2 separate regions of the Ovis aries genome follow, and region 2 is linked to region 1. The links are chromatin contacts, called in public Hi-C maps. All regions are on one chromosome and are shown on one strand. The core of a region is the stretch at or near the end of the contact, and the rest is flanking DNA. Distances in the headings are between cores, read along the strand shown. Region 1 overlaps PSEN1 (presenilin 1). Region 2 has its middle 8.7 kb from the start of NUMB.

The links. A called contact is a pair of places that touch in the nucleus more often than the background predicts.
Region 2: a contact with region 1 is called in a Hi-C map of tail adipose tissue, with 6 times the contacts expected there. The contact joins two enhancer-like sites. A contact is called at or near these places in 3 of 16 Hi-C or Micro-C datasets (mixed tissues, skin fibroblasts and tail adipose tissue).

What each region holds. Positions count from the first base shown.
Region 1 is chr7:82,731,503-82,738,846 of ARS-UI_Ramb_v3.0, forward strand. It overlaps PSEN1 (presenilin 1), which reads left to right. Exons shown (of 11, transcript XM_042252728.2): 4 at 793-934. Among named protein-coding and RNA genes, the nearest start is that of TRNAA-UGC, 10 kb to the right of the region's middle. Within about 2 kb of position 4,024, at least 7 of the 54 cell types and tissues checked have an H3K27ac peak or open chromatin away from gene starts, as enhancers often do.
Region 2 is chr7:82,995,688-83,003,031 of ARS-UI_Ramb_v3.0, forward strand. No RefSeq gene overlaps it. Among named protein-coding and RNA genes, the nearest start is that of NUMB, 8.7 kb to the left of the region's middle. Within about 2 kb of position 4,629, at least 10 of the 54 cell types and tissues checked have an H3K27ac peak or open chromatin away from gene starts, as enhancers often do.

The DNA of each region.
Region 1 (7,344 bases), core at 2,774-5,273:
AGTAGTTCAGATTGTACAGTGCTTTCTTTTCACCAAAGACTCAGGCTTCTTCATTCCTTCTTTTTTGGCTTCTGTTGTCTAGGTTATTTTGGGGTCCAGTATTGGTGCTGGAGCCCCAGCCTTCATTCAGACAGCAGGAAGGAACAGAGGAGAAAACGACATAAGACATACCTCTCAGCAGAACTCTCTCCTCCCTTAAAAGTTCCACAGACCACATCTGCTGATAACTCAGTGGTCATTACTTATTCTCATGGCTGTACGTAACTCCAGGGGAGGCAGAAATAAAGTCTTCTGTTGAAAATATTGGTACCTGGAATAAGTGTGTTTTCATATGAAACAAGGGTAGCTGGATATGTGACATTATCTGAAGACAACTTTAGTTGTAGTCACCGTACAGATAGAAGATAATTACCCACCATTTTACCTTCCTCTTAGAACCACTCGTAGTCTAGGTAGTTTATGGCAGAATCTGGTAGTACTTTTAATCAATCACTGATAAGCTGTGGGGAAAACATTTGATGAGGTAATTACTTCCTTATAAAGCATCCACTAGATGGAGCCAGTGTCTGGCGCACGTGGGTCCACCTCTATTTTAACCATCTCCTTTTATTTTGAAGAGCTTATTTTAGCATAAAGCTGCTTTTCTTAGGTTAAAAATTCTTGGTTAGATTGATGAGCTGAAAAAAAAAAGTGATTCATAAGGTATCAGTTAAATCTGGGAAACAAAACTGGTTTTGGAGAGCATGTAGTTTAGAATCTCCATTAACCCCTGGGGCTTTTGTTTTATTACAGAATCTATACTCCATTTACAGAAGACACGGAGACTCTGGGGCAGAGAGCCCTGCACTCAATTCTGAATGCGGTGATCATGATCAGCGTCATTGTCATCATGACGATTTTCCTGGTGGTTCTATATAAATACAGGTGCTACAAGGTGAGCATGAGATACAGAGCTTTGCTTTCCATCATCTTTTTTTTCTTTTTTCCTAATAATTTTATTTATTTTTGCCTGTGCTGGGTCTTTGTTGTTGCGTGGGCTTTTCTCAAGTTGGGGCGAGTGGGAGCTACTCTAGTTGAAGTGCTCGGGCTTCTCATCGTGGCGGCTTCTCTGGTTGGGGAACGTGGGCTCAAGGGCGTACAGGCTTCAGTAGCTGTGCCGCAGGGGCTCAGAAGTTGCGGCTCCCCGGCTCTAGAGCACAGGCTCCAACAGTTGTGGCACACGGGCTTGGTTGCTTCACAACCTGTAGGCTCTTCCCGGATCAGGGATCGAACCCATGTCTCCTCCATTGATAGGTGAATTCTACCACTGCGTCACCAGGGAAGCCCTCCACTATCTTCTTTATTTTATGGTTGGATTGTCCTGTCACCTGACTCGGTCTAATAAAGAAAAAGGTCTTATATTCTAAAACTAAGTTAATTTTGAGTCTCCCCCCGCCCTCATTTGTGGAACAAAAAGGCATAAATGAAAAACAAATGTTTTCATAAAATATCACAGTCTAAATGGTTTTAACATTTTGATTTGCAATATACTTAGGACCTTCCAGAAGAATATATCCTAAGACCTTTGTGAATTCCCTCATTGACAAATAGCACTATATGATATAATTGTCCCCATAAAATAATGTATAACCGCAGAAAATCAGATGTTCAGCTTGAATGCATGCATGCTGCGTTGCTCAGTCATGTGCGACTCTTTGTGTGACCCATGGAATGTAGCCCACCAGGCTTCTCTGTCCATGAGATTATCCCAATAAGAATACTGGAGTGCATTGCCATTTCCTTCTCCAGGGGATCTTCCCCCACTCAGGGATCGAATCTGAGCCTCCTGAGGCTCCTGCATTGGCAGGCGGGTTATTTACAACTGAGCCAGCGAGGAAGCCCCTTCAACTTGAGAACAAAGCAGTGAAACCACCTTCAGATGCCGATGTTGAACTCATTGGTAACTGGCTGAATTCCCATCCATTCCCTCACCTTCTCTCCTTCAGGAACAGGAATTTTTTGCTTGGGAAATAAAGGCAGGGGTGGTTATGCAGGGAAGAGACAAGCCCAGACCTCCCAGCCTCTGCTCCCTACCTCACGCTACCTAAGTAACTTGAGGGTGAATGTCAGCTGTCTGGCACATGTTTCAGATTCATGCCTCAGAAAAATGACAAATTATTACAGATCATGAACCTTTAGGCTCATTCTGAAATAAAATAAATATTAACTTTTCAAACATTGAATTCTACACGCTTTTTACTTCTGTATTTACTATACTTCAGTATATTCTTTAACATGATTAAAATCAAATGTATAATCAGTATGTGTCCTTTTTTAAAACTATTACTTTGGCATAAGCATTTTCCCATATTATAAATTCTTTGAAAATATGTGTAATGACTACATAATATTTGACTCAATGAGTGTTTTGTCATTTATTTTCCCTAATTTGGACATTTGAGTTCTTTCCAGATGTTCACTATCCTAAAAAACAGTGAATGTCTTTATGCATAGAGCTTTTCAATTTTTCAAATTATTTCCTTAGGGTATAAGCCCAGGCACAGAATTTCTGGAGCAAATTGTCTACGTATTTTTGGCTGTCTTGGTATGCAGAATTTTGTTTTCAAATTGATAGTATCAATTTGTACTTAACACTAGTGGTGAATGAGGCTGTCTTACTCTACTTTCATCAGCATTGAATTTTTAAAAATAATGTGTGCAGGGAATTCCCTGGCAGTCCAATGGTTAGGATTCTACACTTGCACTGCAGGGGGCATGGGTTCAATCCCTGGTCAGGGAACTGGGATCTCACATGTTGTACAGTGTGGTTAAAAACACATACACATATATATATATAATCTATTCTAACCCGAATAGGCAAAGCAAAAATGTCTTAAATTGCTTTTAGTTGATTGATTATTAGTGAGATTGAATATCCTTTTACTATTCACCTTTTCACTGTTCACAGACTTCTAAAATTATACAGAGTTTAACCTTGTTTGTTGAGTGGGTGAAAATATTAACCTAAGTGATGACCATTTACAGTCTGACATCAGAATCTGGAGATTGAAGACAAAAGATGTGATGTGACAGGCAGTCATCTACAGTCAGGCACCCGAAGAGCAAATGATGTAAAGCCATTCCCCTCCCACTGCTTAAACGTGCTCATGTCTCGGTTACTTTTAATCTTTTTTTTTCACTATATGTAATTTTGTGTACATAAAAGTGTCTACCTGCCCGTTCCATTTCTCTGCTTTATTGCACTCTCTTTGTGACTTGTATCTGGATTGTGTGCTACTTTTGTTCTTCACATGTCAGTGGGAGTCCCCTAGGGATTTACATTCTTCTTTGGTGTTTGGAAACCTCTTTCTGCTTCTCCAGCAGGAACTTAGAGGGCTTCTCACCTTGCTAAAGCCCACTTAGGTTGTGTTGAGTGCAGATGGAGGAGGGCAGTACTGGAGGGAAAAGGTGGTAAACTTAGCCCTGGCTTCCTGGTGCTTCTGATTCCCAGCCTGTGTACTGGCAGCTGTATGCATTCGGTCCAGATTTTATAGGTATATTTGATAGGAGAGACAGGATGGAATGGTCTTTTTTTACCCTTACATAGAACCTATCTCAAGGTATTTTTGGTGGTTTTGTGCATCTTTTAGTTAGTGCTTCGTGTTAGACGGTCTGAAGGTTTATAGTTAGCTGGATTTCCATGTTCACCCATTCACCGGTGGTGTTTTGCTTTGCTTTTTAAAATGGTTATGTCTTGGCCACCCCAACCAATTCTATAGCAACAAGTTATTTACTTTGACTCTTAGTATAAAAATAAAAGGAGCTTTTGAGTCAGAAATTCAGAAACTTGCCAGGACCTGTTTGGAAATAAGCCCTGAGGATTTGTTGTATCATGAGTTGGTTGTGCAATGTCTTTGGTCTCAAACAAACCTTAAAAAGGAAGAACTGGAAAAGGCACTTTAATTATTTATTGTTTGATATAGATGAAACCATACAGCTTACTGAAGTCACATGATTTCTGGCCTAGATAGTTCAGTGTTTAGAGGAGATCTTTGCCATGCTTACTGAATCAGGGCTCATTTGTTTCAGAACCTGTAGCCCTGAAACAGGAAAGCTGAACTAGGGATTTTTGCAAGATGAGAAAGGCCTGTTTTACCACCTGATATTCTAGGAAAAGAGGAGGTGTTACTTAGTCATCAGAAGAGGCTTTGAATTCAGGTAATAGTTCAGAAAATCATAACATCCATGATTAACCTAGTAAGAAAACCAGTAAAGTCATTATTGCAGGCAGAGGGCTAATATTTTTGCAATATGAAGAGCACTTACAAATAATTAAGAAAATTATGGATATCCTAATAAGATATTTTAAAAACTCAAGAAGAAAAATTATGAAGGAAATCTAGATGGCCAGGAGAGGAAAAGAGGAGAGAGGGGTATATGTATGTTTTCTCACTAGCAAAAATATATATATTAAAATAGCAAATTAACATTTAGCTTATTGACTTGGTAAAAATTAGTCAGGACTTAATTTGCGGAGTCACTAAGTCAGTATATATCAGTAGTCAGTAATTGGAAAATGTCTATACACTTTAATTGTGTAATTTTGCTTTCATGAATTATCCTAGAGAATTAAAAATGCTGAAAAATGTTTGCATACTAGATATTAATCCTAGCATAAAATATAATTGGAAAAAGAAGGAAAACCCCACAGATACCATGCATAAGGCAAAAATTGTGAGCTCATGAATATAAGTAAACTATTATTGAGGCATTTAAAATCTGTATTTTCAGAAAATATTTGGTGGAATGAGAATCTGTCTGTAACAAAAATAAAGTTTTAAAAGACAGAATGTAAACTCTTATATTACATGATTCTAATTTTTTTTAAAGGTCTTTACATATGTAGACAAACATGTCTGAAAAGGAAAGGTTAATATCAACTTTGGTTCTCAGTGGTCAGTGGAAATTGTTTTTTTCTTTTAGTGTTTCTATATTTTCTATATGTCATAAGTATATATTACTTTGTATTCAGAAAAATCCTGTTTTTTTAAAATAGCATTTCATGTTCCCTTGCCCCTCCCCACATAAAACAAGAGAAAAAAAGAAAGTTGAGGATTCCTAGTATGCAATATTTACTCTCGCCCTTAATTTGGAGTTTAATATGGAATATCCATGTACATCTCCCACTCTTTAAAGTTTTTTGTTTTGTGTTATTTTTACATGGGGCTTCCCCTGTGGCTCAGCTGTAAAGAATCTGCCTGCAATGTAGGAGACCTGGGTTCGATCCCTGGGTCGGGAAGATCCCCTGGAGAAGGAAATGGCAACCCACTCCAGTATTCTTGCCTGGATAATTCCCTGGGCAGAGGAGCCTGGCAGGCCTACAGTCCATGAAACTTGGATTATTTCTAAAGCTGGCTTGTGAGTACAGTGGGCTAGGATGCATATGGAAAGATTCCTTTTTGCTTAAGCAACTTTGCACATGAAATAAAGGACTCCCTTCAGAATATTTTGCTAAAGTTGAAGTACTTAGAGGGAAATGTACGGGTGTCTTCAGTTTACTTTGATACATATTAAAATGGACTCGTTGAATGGAGAGATGGATAGCAATGTTACAAAGCAAGTACAGCAAATGTGAATGGTAGAATTTAGGTGGTATATGGGCAGTGGTTCACTGTGTGTTTGAAAATTTTTATAATAAAATGTTAGGGGAAGTTTTTGTGGAAGAACACCAGAAATTAAATTTATTGTATTTGGATAGTAAATTTAGAATATTTAACTGTTGAAGGAATACCAACTTTCATGATGGAAAACCACTCTTTTGACCTTTTCCCAAGTTGTAACATTTTATAAAGTTGTTTTAAAGAAAGGCAGAGAGACCTTTTAAGAAATCTTTTCTTTCAAAGGATTTAATAATCATGTCACCTTAAATGATCAAACAGAGCCAAAAGAGAAAATGAAGGTAGATTCTAACGTTAACTTTAGTAACAACTAGATTTTGATAACTTAGAGCTGTATAATGGGAACAACCAGATCTGGGAGGTAGGGGTGGAAGATTTTTTTCTTTTAAATGGAGACAAAACAATATTCTTGATTTGAAGCTTTTCTTTTTCTTTTTATTATTTTATTTTATTTATTTATGGCTATGCTGGGTCTTCACTGCTGTGTAAACTTTTCTCTAGTTATGGAGAGCAGAGTCTATTCTTTAATTGCAGTGCACAGGTTACTCACCTAACTGCTCAAGCTTCTCCTTGTGGTGGCTTCTCTTGTCTTGAAGCACAAGCCCAGGCTTCAGGAATTGTGGCACATGGGCTCAGTAGTTGCGGCTCCCGGGCTCCAGAGCACAGTTTCAGTTAGTTGTATCACAGGACCTTAGTTGTTCCAAGGCATGTAGGATCTTCCCAGACCAGGGATCAAACCTGTGTCTCCTGCATTGACAGGCCGATTCTTTACCACCAAGCCGCCAGGGAAGCCCTGGAGCTTTCTTTTTTATTTCTTTAAGGTTGAATTTGATGTTTCTGGTTAAGAGATACGTTTGGAAAAGTTGGTGGTTAAGTAGCTTCTTCTGTCATAACAGTAAAATTCATTGAAAGAATAAAGTTTATTATGGGTGTATCTACCTTAAAATAATTTTACTTTTGGTTAAAAATTACTTGACAGTTTATCATATTTCTCCATTCTGTTTTTTAAAACTGCAGACTCCTTGGGTTATATACTATTTCCCCAAATATACTCATCACATAAAATTACCATAAATTTTTTTAATCTTGTATAATAGATTAATCAAGCTCTAGGGACTTTTCCTGGTGGTCCAGTGGTTAAGGCTTCATGCTTCCACTGCAGGGGGCATGGTTTCTATCCCAGGTTGGGGAACTAAGATCCTGCATGCTGTATGTTCAGTTCTGTTCAGTTCAGTCGCTCAGTTGTGTCCGACTCTTTGCGACCCCACCGACTGCAGCACACTAGGCCTCCCTGTCCATCACCAACTCCCGGAGTTTACTCAAACTCATGGCCATTGAGTCAGTGATGCCATCCAACCATCTCATCCTCTGTCATCCCTTTCTCCTCCTGCCTTCAATCTTTCCCAGCATCAGGGTCTTTTCAAATGAGTCAGTTCTTCACATCAGGTGGCCAAAGTATGCTATATGGTTAGGCCCAAAAAAATAATTGATTAAAAATCAAGTTCTGATTCTGTCTCTCATTTTTCACATGAGTTATAGGGACTAATATTTATATAGTGCTGTATGAATTCTGTGTTATAATGATGGACTGACATATAAGCATTATTAATGAACCAAGTAAAATAAACATAGCATACTAATACTTACTGAAATCTCAGATACTGAGTATTTTTTCTTCAAATGGTTA
Region 2 (7,344 bases), core at 3,379-5,878, 260 kb after region 1:
CCTGAACTAAATGTGTTCAGATGCTATTTCTAGCCGTGTGACTCTGGGAAAGTTTATTTATCATTTATCTAAACTTCAGTTTCTTCATCTACAAAGTGGAATATATATTAGCTATCTCTTGCTGGGTAACAAATTATCCCAAAATTTAGTAGCGTAAAACAACATTTATTACCTCTGTCTCTGTGGGTCAGAATTCCTGGTATAACTTAACTGGGTCCTCTGGCTCTGGGTGTCTCACAAGGGTGTGGTCACCTCAAGGCTCAATTAGGATGAACCTGCATCCTAGCTCAGTCATATCATTGTTGGCAGGATTCCTTAGCTCACAAGCTTTAGCCTAAGGCCTTAGATCCTCATGAGCTATTGGCTCCGGACCTCTCTGTGCCTTACTTGTGAATCTGTCCATAGAACATCTCAAAACAGCAGCTTCCCTCATTACAGCAAGCCAGCACAAGGGAAAAAGAGAGGGCCAATGAGAGAGACACTGATAGAAACACAGAAGTCAGTCTTTTGCAATCTAATCACAGAAGTGACATCCCAGTATTCTTGCCACATTCTGTTAGTCAAAAGCAAGTCATTGGATCCACCCACACTCAAGGAAAGGGGATTGCACAAGGGTGCAAATAGCAGCCTGCTGCTGCTACTGCTAACTCGCTCAGTCGTGTCTGACTCTGTGCAACCCCATAGATGGCAGCCCACCAGGCTCCTCTGTCCCTGGGATTCTCCAGGTAAGAACACTGGAGTGGGTTGCCATTGCCTTCTCCAGTGCATGAAAGTGAAAAGTGAAAGTGAAGTTGCTCAGTCGTGTCCGACTCTTCATGACCCCATGGACTGCAGCCTATAAGGCTCCTCCATCCACGGGATTTTCCAGGCAAGAGTACTGGAGTGGGTTGCCATTGCCTTCTCTAGAAGCAGCCTACCATATGATAATCATAATAATAATAATACCTACTTACAGGTTTTGTTTAAAGGTTAAAGCAGAGAATGTGTTCAATTCAGAGCCTGGCATATATTATGTACCTAGTGTATACAATACTATTCTTTTAATTTTATTATTGAGTATATAATGATTGGTTTTCTCTCCCTTTTAGCTACTTGGAGGAAACTTTTATGAGCAATAAATGAGATAATCTACATAGTTCAGGAAGGACCTGATCCATGGTAAATCCTCATTAATTATTATTAATGTTAAGTTTTATCAACATTATATGAGTGTGTGATATCTGGTTCCCTTGCCAAGCTACTAGAGAGATATGCAATGTCCAGAATGGCCTTATTTTCAAATATTTTGTCTCATTTATCCACGTGTACCCTATACTTGCAGACCACAATTTCAGATTTGGGGCTCAGAAAATATGAGCAACAAAGCCATGATCCAATCTAATTTCCTGCCTGCCTTATATTAAGCAAGGCATGCTCAAAACCAGCAAGATCGGGTAATTATGGCAGCACCTCCAATTTTCAGAAGTCTGAACCTGGCTCCATTAAAGTTCCAGAGAGGGGGAGTGTACCCAGGATGAGCAAGGACATGGCTGTGTGACCTTTGCCCCTTTCACTGGTCACTTTGCAGTCTGCTGTCAATCCTTAACAGGATGAGAGAAAGAGGGATCCTACCAGGCTCTGTGGATGGCATGAGGGCACCCAAGGGGCAGACTGCATCCCTGGACTGGAAGCAGTCAGAAGCAAGAGGCTGAAGAGAGCAAGTTTGCAATTAGAAAGCTGGAAGTAGAAAGCCCAGTTTACAACATGAACGAATGATCACTGTGAGGTTCGAGTGACCAGCAGGGCTGGGTTGAGTGGTTTCCTTATAAAGAAGGAGGATATTGAGGACTGGCCTGTAGCCAGAGAAAATGAGGAACTATTATCAAGGAAACCCCATTATTTTGGCTTTGAGTCATTTCTCAGGGCTCACACATGATTATATTATAAGAAAAATGTGGTGGTGGCGAAGGGGGTAGGGGTGGGGGCGGGGTAAGAACTCCTAAAGCATAAATGATCTTTAAACCAAAAACATTGTAGAAACACAAAGGTCCAAATGCATAGCTCACCTCATCTCCTCTTTTCAGGCCAAGAGTATCTACTCAAATATTCTCTCCCCCTGCCTCCCTCCACTCTCTTTACATTTGTACAGGTTCTTTCCTTTTGTCAGTATTCCAGAAGAAAAAACTATCCTCACAAGGAAATGCCTTAGGATCTTTTCAGCTGGAGCTGTTTTCTGATCCAAAGTCACCATCTTAAGCAGTTTCTTCTGTGGTGCTAGACCATTTGGTTCAGTTCATTTCAGTCGCTCAGTCGTTTCTGACTCTTTGCGACCCCATGAATTGCAGCGCGCCAGGCCTCTCTCTCCATCACCAACTCCCAGAGTTCACTCAGACTCACATCCATCGAGTCAGTGATGCCATCCAGCCATCTTATCCTCAGTCGTCCCCTTCTTCTCCTGTCCCCAACCCCTCCCAGCATCAAAGTCTTTTCCAATGAGTCAACTCTTCGCATGAGGTGGCCAAAGTACTGGAGTTTCAGCTTTAGCATCATTCCTTCCAAAGAAATCCCAGGGTTGATCTCCTTCAGAATGGACTGGTTGGATCTCCTTGCAGTCCAAGGGACTCTCAAGAGTCTTCTCCAACACCACAGTTCAAAAGCATCAATTCTTCTGCACTCAGCCTTCTTCACAGTCCAGCTCTCACATCCATACATGACTACTGCAGAAACCATAGCCTTGACTAGATGGACCTTAGTCGGCAAAGTAATATCTCTTAGCACTCAATAAATACTCATAGATAATAACAGTTACACTTCTGCCTCCAAATCAAGACACCTGTGCAGCTGGGATTTAAACAGGCCCCCCAGGGATGGGGGAGCCTGATGGGCTGCTGTCTATGGGGTCACATAGAGTCGGACATGACTGAAGCGACTTAGCAGTAGCAGCTTGGTTTTCTGAAATGCCACAACCCTGGCCTCTGCTTCTCTGGGCATGTTCCTAGGTGTTTCCAGATTTGTGCACAGAAGAGCTCAAAGCAGAAGTTGTGGGGAACGATCTGTGAGGTTAAAGGAGAGGTATGTAGCAACATCAAGTTCCTCTTCCTGTCACTTGTCTCCTCTTCTTCTAACTCTGTGTTTCCTCTGGGTTTGAGAAAGAGGAGAATTGTAAGTTTCAACACTTCTCAGTAGCCAGAGAAGATCTCTGTCTGCTGTTTTGCAGGATGGCCAATTTTAGAAAGGAAAGAAGGGCTGAGAAGATGAAGACTTGCCCCCAGGAAACCTGCCTACACAATAGGGATGGTGTGTTTATTTATTCAGCCTTTTCCTTCAGGCAGCCAGAGCAGCAGCCATTTCATTTTGCCCTCAGGAAGTGTATTTAGTAGTAGGCTTTCTTTCTTTTCCTGTTAGTTTCCTGCAAAAGGACATCAGTGTCTTCTTAGAGCAGCAGCTGATAGGAAAGGATGTTATTGCTCAAGGGAAGGCAGACAAGCCTATTTCCCGAGTCAGACCCAGATCATCCCCAGGGCCCAGAGAGTGCAGCCTGGGCTGTGGAAATAGAAGAACCTGATTTTCACACCCATTTCCCTCATACCATCCTCCTCCCTGTAATACTCTCTAGTGTAACAATAATTACATCTTCCACTTGTGTAGAATTTCACACTTTCCCAAGGTAAGCATCACAGAAGCAGAATCGGGGGCACTGTATTTGAGGGAAACTGGGATTTACTTTGGAGGGTTAATATTATGTAGAGGGGAGATTATACCAATCGTATAGGTTTACTCTAAGTAGGATGAGATGGCTGGATGGCATCACCAGCTTGACGGACATCACTTTGAGCAAGCTCCGGGAGATGGTGATGTACAGGGAAGCCTGGCGTGCTGCAGTCCATGGGGTCATGAAGAGTCGGGTGTGACTGAGCACACACACTGAGCGTACACGCGCCCTGAGTTAGGTTCCCTTTACTGGCTCCTACTCATTCTACAGATCTCGCTTTCGAAGTGATTTCTGAAGCAGGGCCTGCTGACCTCTCCTCTCCCAGGCACCACTGGGTTGGGCTCTTATATATATTGCACTTCCGTTTTGGATACACACATCCCATGAGTAAATTTGCGTGGAGCACATCCTCCTATAGCACTGTGATATCAGGAACCCATCCCTCCTGCTCACAGGTCCTAGCACGGGGCCAAAGTAGTTCACTAAATGTTCAGTGAATGAATGAGTCAGGAGTTGTCCCTAGGAGCTGCCTTCCTTCCCTACACTGTCATTTATTTTGGGGTGGTGCTATGGGAGTTGTAAAAAAGAAAAAGCATGTGCTAATTATCATGTAATGATCACTAGTCGTTAGTAGTAATTCGTAAGTAAAAGCACAGTGGTGGTATATGACTAAATAAAACATTCCACCAGTGTGTACAGGGCCTTCCCTGCATTATGAATCTGAAATCTCATTTCCTGTCTCCGTTGGACCCCCACAGAGAGACAGGGTCATTCCTTCAGTTGCCAACAGTGGGGAGAGGGAGAACTCAGTTTCCTCTGATTGAGCGAAACCATTCTGGTATGAAAATTAAATGAAAATGCTGGGCCAGTAGTAGCCTTCTGCTACTTCCCTCTCAGGTTCTGAGATGGATTTCCCCATCAAAGGTCTGCACTGAGTCATCCCTGCTCCAGATAAAAAAAAAATTAAAAACTCAGCTCCCTCAGGGTGAGTGATGGGAACATGGACACATCCTGCTAATCTTCCCATTGTGGGTCAAGGTTCATGGCCTTGGCCCCCTCCTTGGGAACAAAGAGGACAAGCTGAAAGGAAAGACAAGACTTTTCCTTCTCATTCCTTCCTACCTCAAAAGCTCTTGGTCTGTGACTTCCTCTTGTTCTGCAGAGGGGAAGTGAGGATAAAGACAGAGAGAGAAGAATACCACAGGACATAGCACCCTGGTGGGCCTGAGGTTGTCAGGCAGCTGTGAATTGGGATGAAGGATTATAAGACATGAAGAATCCCTAGAGATTCTTCAACAATTCTCACATTCCAAATAACCGAGGCACAGCCCAGTTGCCCGGACACAGGGAACCAGAAATGCAGTCAGCGGGTGGTGATGACAGCAAAGAAGCGAGCAGATCCAACACCCCAGCCCCTACGAAGAACTGTGCCCCGAGGGAGCACCACAGACAGCTGCAGCCTGGGTAGTGAAGACAGGGAGTGAGTGCTGAGCATGAGACCTTGGATCAGGAGGCCCACACTCCATCAGCTGATGGAAGGAGCCCACGCGAAAGATGAGTGTCAGAGATGTGGCTTAATCAGTTAACCATGGAAGGGGCACTTGTTTATGACATGCATTGAAATCTCTAGATGAAAAGAAATGGCAGGAAAAGCTATTATTATTTTGAGTGTCGATTCATAGAGGAGCCAGCTCCTCTTTGAGCTCCTGTATTGGACTCAGAGGCCACAGTATTTTCATCTTGAGTGGAGCAGTCCCTGGAGATCTGTTTTCTAAGAACTTCAATTGAGAGCAAGTTCATTGCTGAGGTCCAGAGGGAATCCAACCAAAAATCTCATCATTGAAGTGTTACAAATTTCCAGCCAAGCCCGAGTATGTTTTCTGGGCAAACAGATCCTGGCCAGACCTAACATGCCTGGAGGCATGCATAGGCTATGACGTGGTAACTCTTTGCCCTCCCTGTCACTCTCCTAAGTTTCTTTCTCCTCCTGTTCTTTTTTACAGGTACATAAGGCTACTTGGAAACTTTGACTTATCAAAGAATATTTATAGAGATTCCAAAATGAACACACCAACTGTGGTTCTCCACCTACCATTTAGCACCCCCACACACACTTTTTAAAGGAAGTGGTCAAACCAGACCCTTGTTCATTCTATTTGGCTGGTCTGTGACCCTGGTATTCTACTTCTCTATTCATTCCCTTGTATACTTTACTGTAAATACTCCTGCCCCCCACCTCCATTCCAAAGGGTTATGTTAGTCATTGAGTCCTTAAATGAAAGCATATTCTCCTTCCTGGCATCTCCAACGCTAACAAGCTGACTAGACTCATAACAGGACTTTAACCCATAACCCAAAACCTTCAACAAGTGCTTTCCTTGCCCTGAATGACCTAAGCAGCAACAATCCCAGGTCACAATCATCACAGAAACAGATATTATTTTTCTGCTATTGCACTATGTGGACAAAGGTTGTCTTACTCATGCAGAAAGATTACTTAATAAAGCTAGAGCTGCTTGTAAACCAAAAAAATCTCAAGAATGGGCATGTGACTGCTAGGCATGCTTTAGGGGGTAAGCTAAGTCCATAGTATCACAAGAAGCATGGGTAAGACCAACAGGAACTCTGCTCTCAAATCCCCAAATCCTAGGATTACAATGTAACTGACAAACTTTCAGTACTGTTAAGATGAGGACTGATAATAAGAAAAAGAATATTTCAAGGTGTAGGACGTAAGTGCATAGAACTCAATATCCAAGGAAGGAATGTAGTCAGAATGCAGAAACAACTAGAGCGAACTGATGAAGTGCAGAAGCATGCATGAGTGAACCAGGGGGTCCTGTGTCAATGCCCCAGATTCCCCTCCTAGTGCCAGGGACTCTACCTCATTGGACTGGAGTAGGTGTGCTTTATTTTTGCAAAGCTCCACCAAGTGCTTCTGATTCCTAACCAGGTTGAGAACCACTACTTGAAAGCTTTCATCCAAGGTTAGAGACTATTAAATGGATTAAAGGTCTGATCCAACCTGGTAATCCTTATGGTCCTAACTGTCAAACTGCTTGGTTAGTGAATGACAACTCTGAGGCAGATAACAGCTGGTGTCTTTGTGACACGGAGCAAGCTTCAGAGTAGCCGTTAGACTCGAGCCACAGATCAAATGTAGTTTTATAATAGTCCTCTAGTCCCTGGCTCATTTAGAACCTTTTCCAAGATTTTCAAGAATTTCCCACCTCAGGAATGAATTAACTGGAGACTTTTAGAACAAACTTTGGAAGGAAATATTCAAATCTGCTTACCGCTATACAATGCAAACTTCTTTAAATGTTTCCCTTGTGGTTTTTTATGCACAGTGCTTAGAATACTAGGCATTCATTCTTTCAGTAAATATCCATTTACTAAAACTTAAGACATATAATCTATGCCAATAGTTTGCTGCTAAGGATATAAGTAAGCTAATGTGTGTTTAGTAGCTCAGTTGTGTCCGACTCTTTGCGACCCCATGGACTGTAGCCAGCCAGGCTCCTCTGTCTGTAGGGATTCTCCAGACATGAATACTGGAGTGGGTTGCCATACCCTCTTCCAGGGGATCTTTCCAACCCAGGGATAGAACCCAGGTCTCTCACATTGCAGGCAGATTGTTTACCATCTGAGCC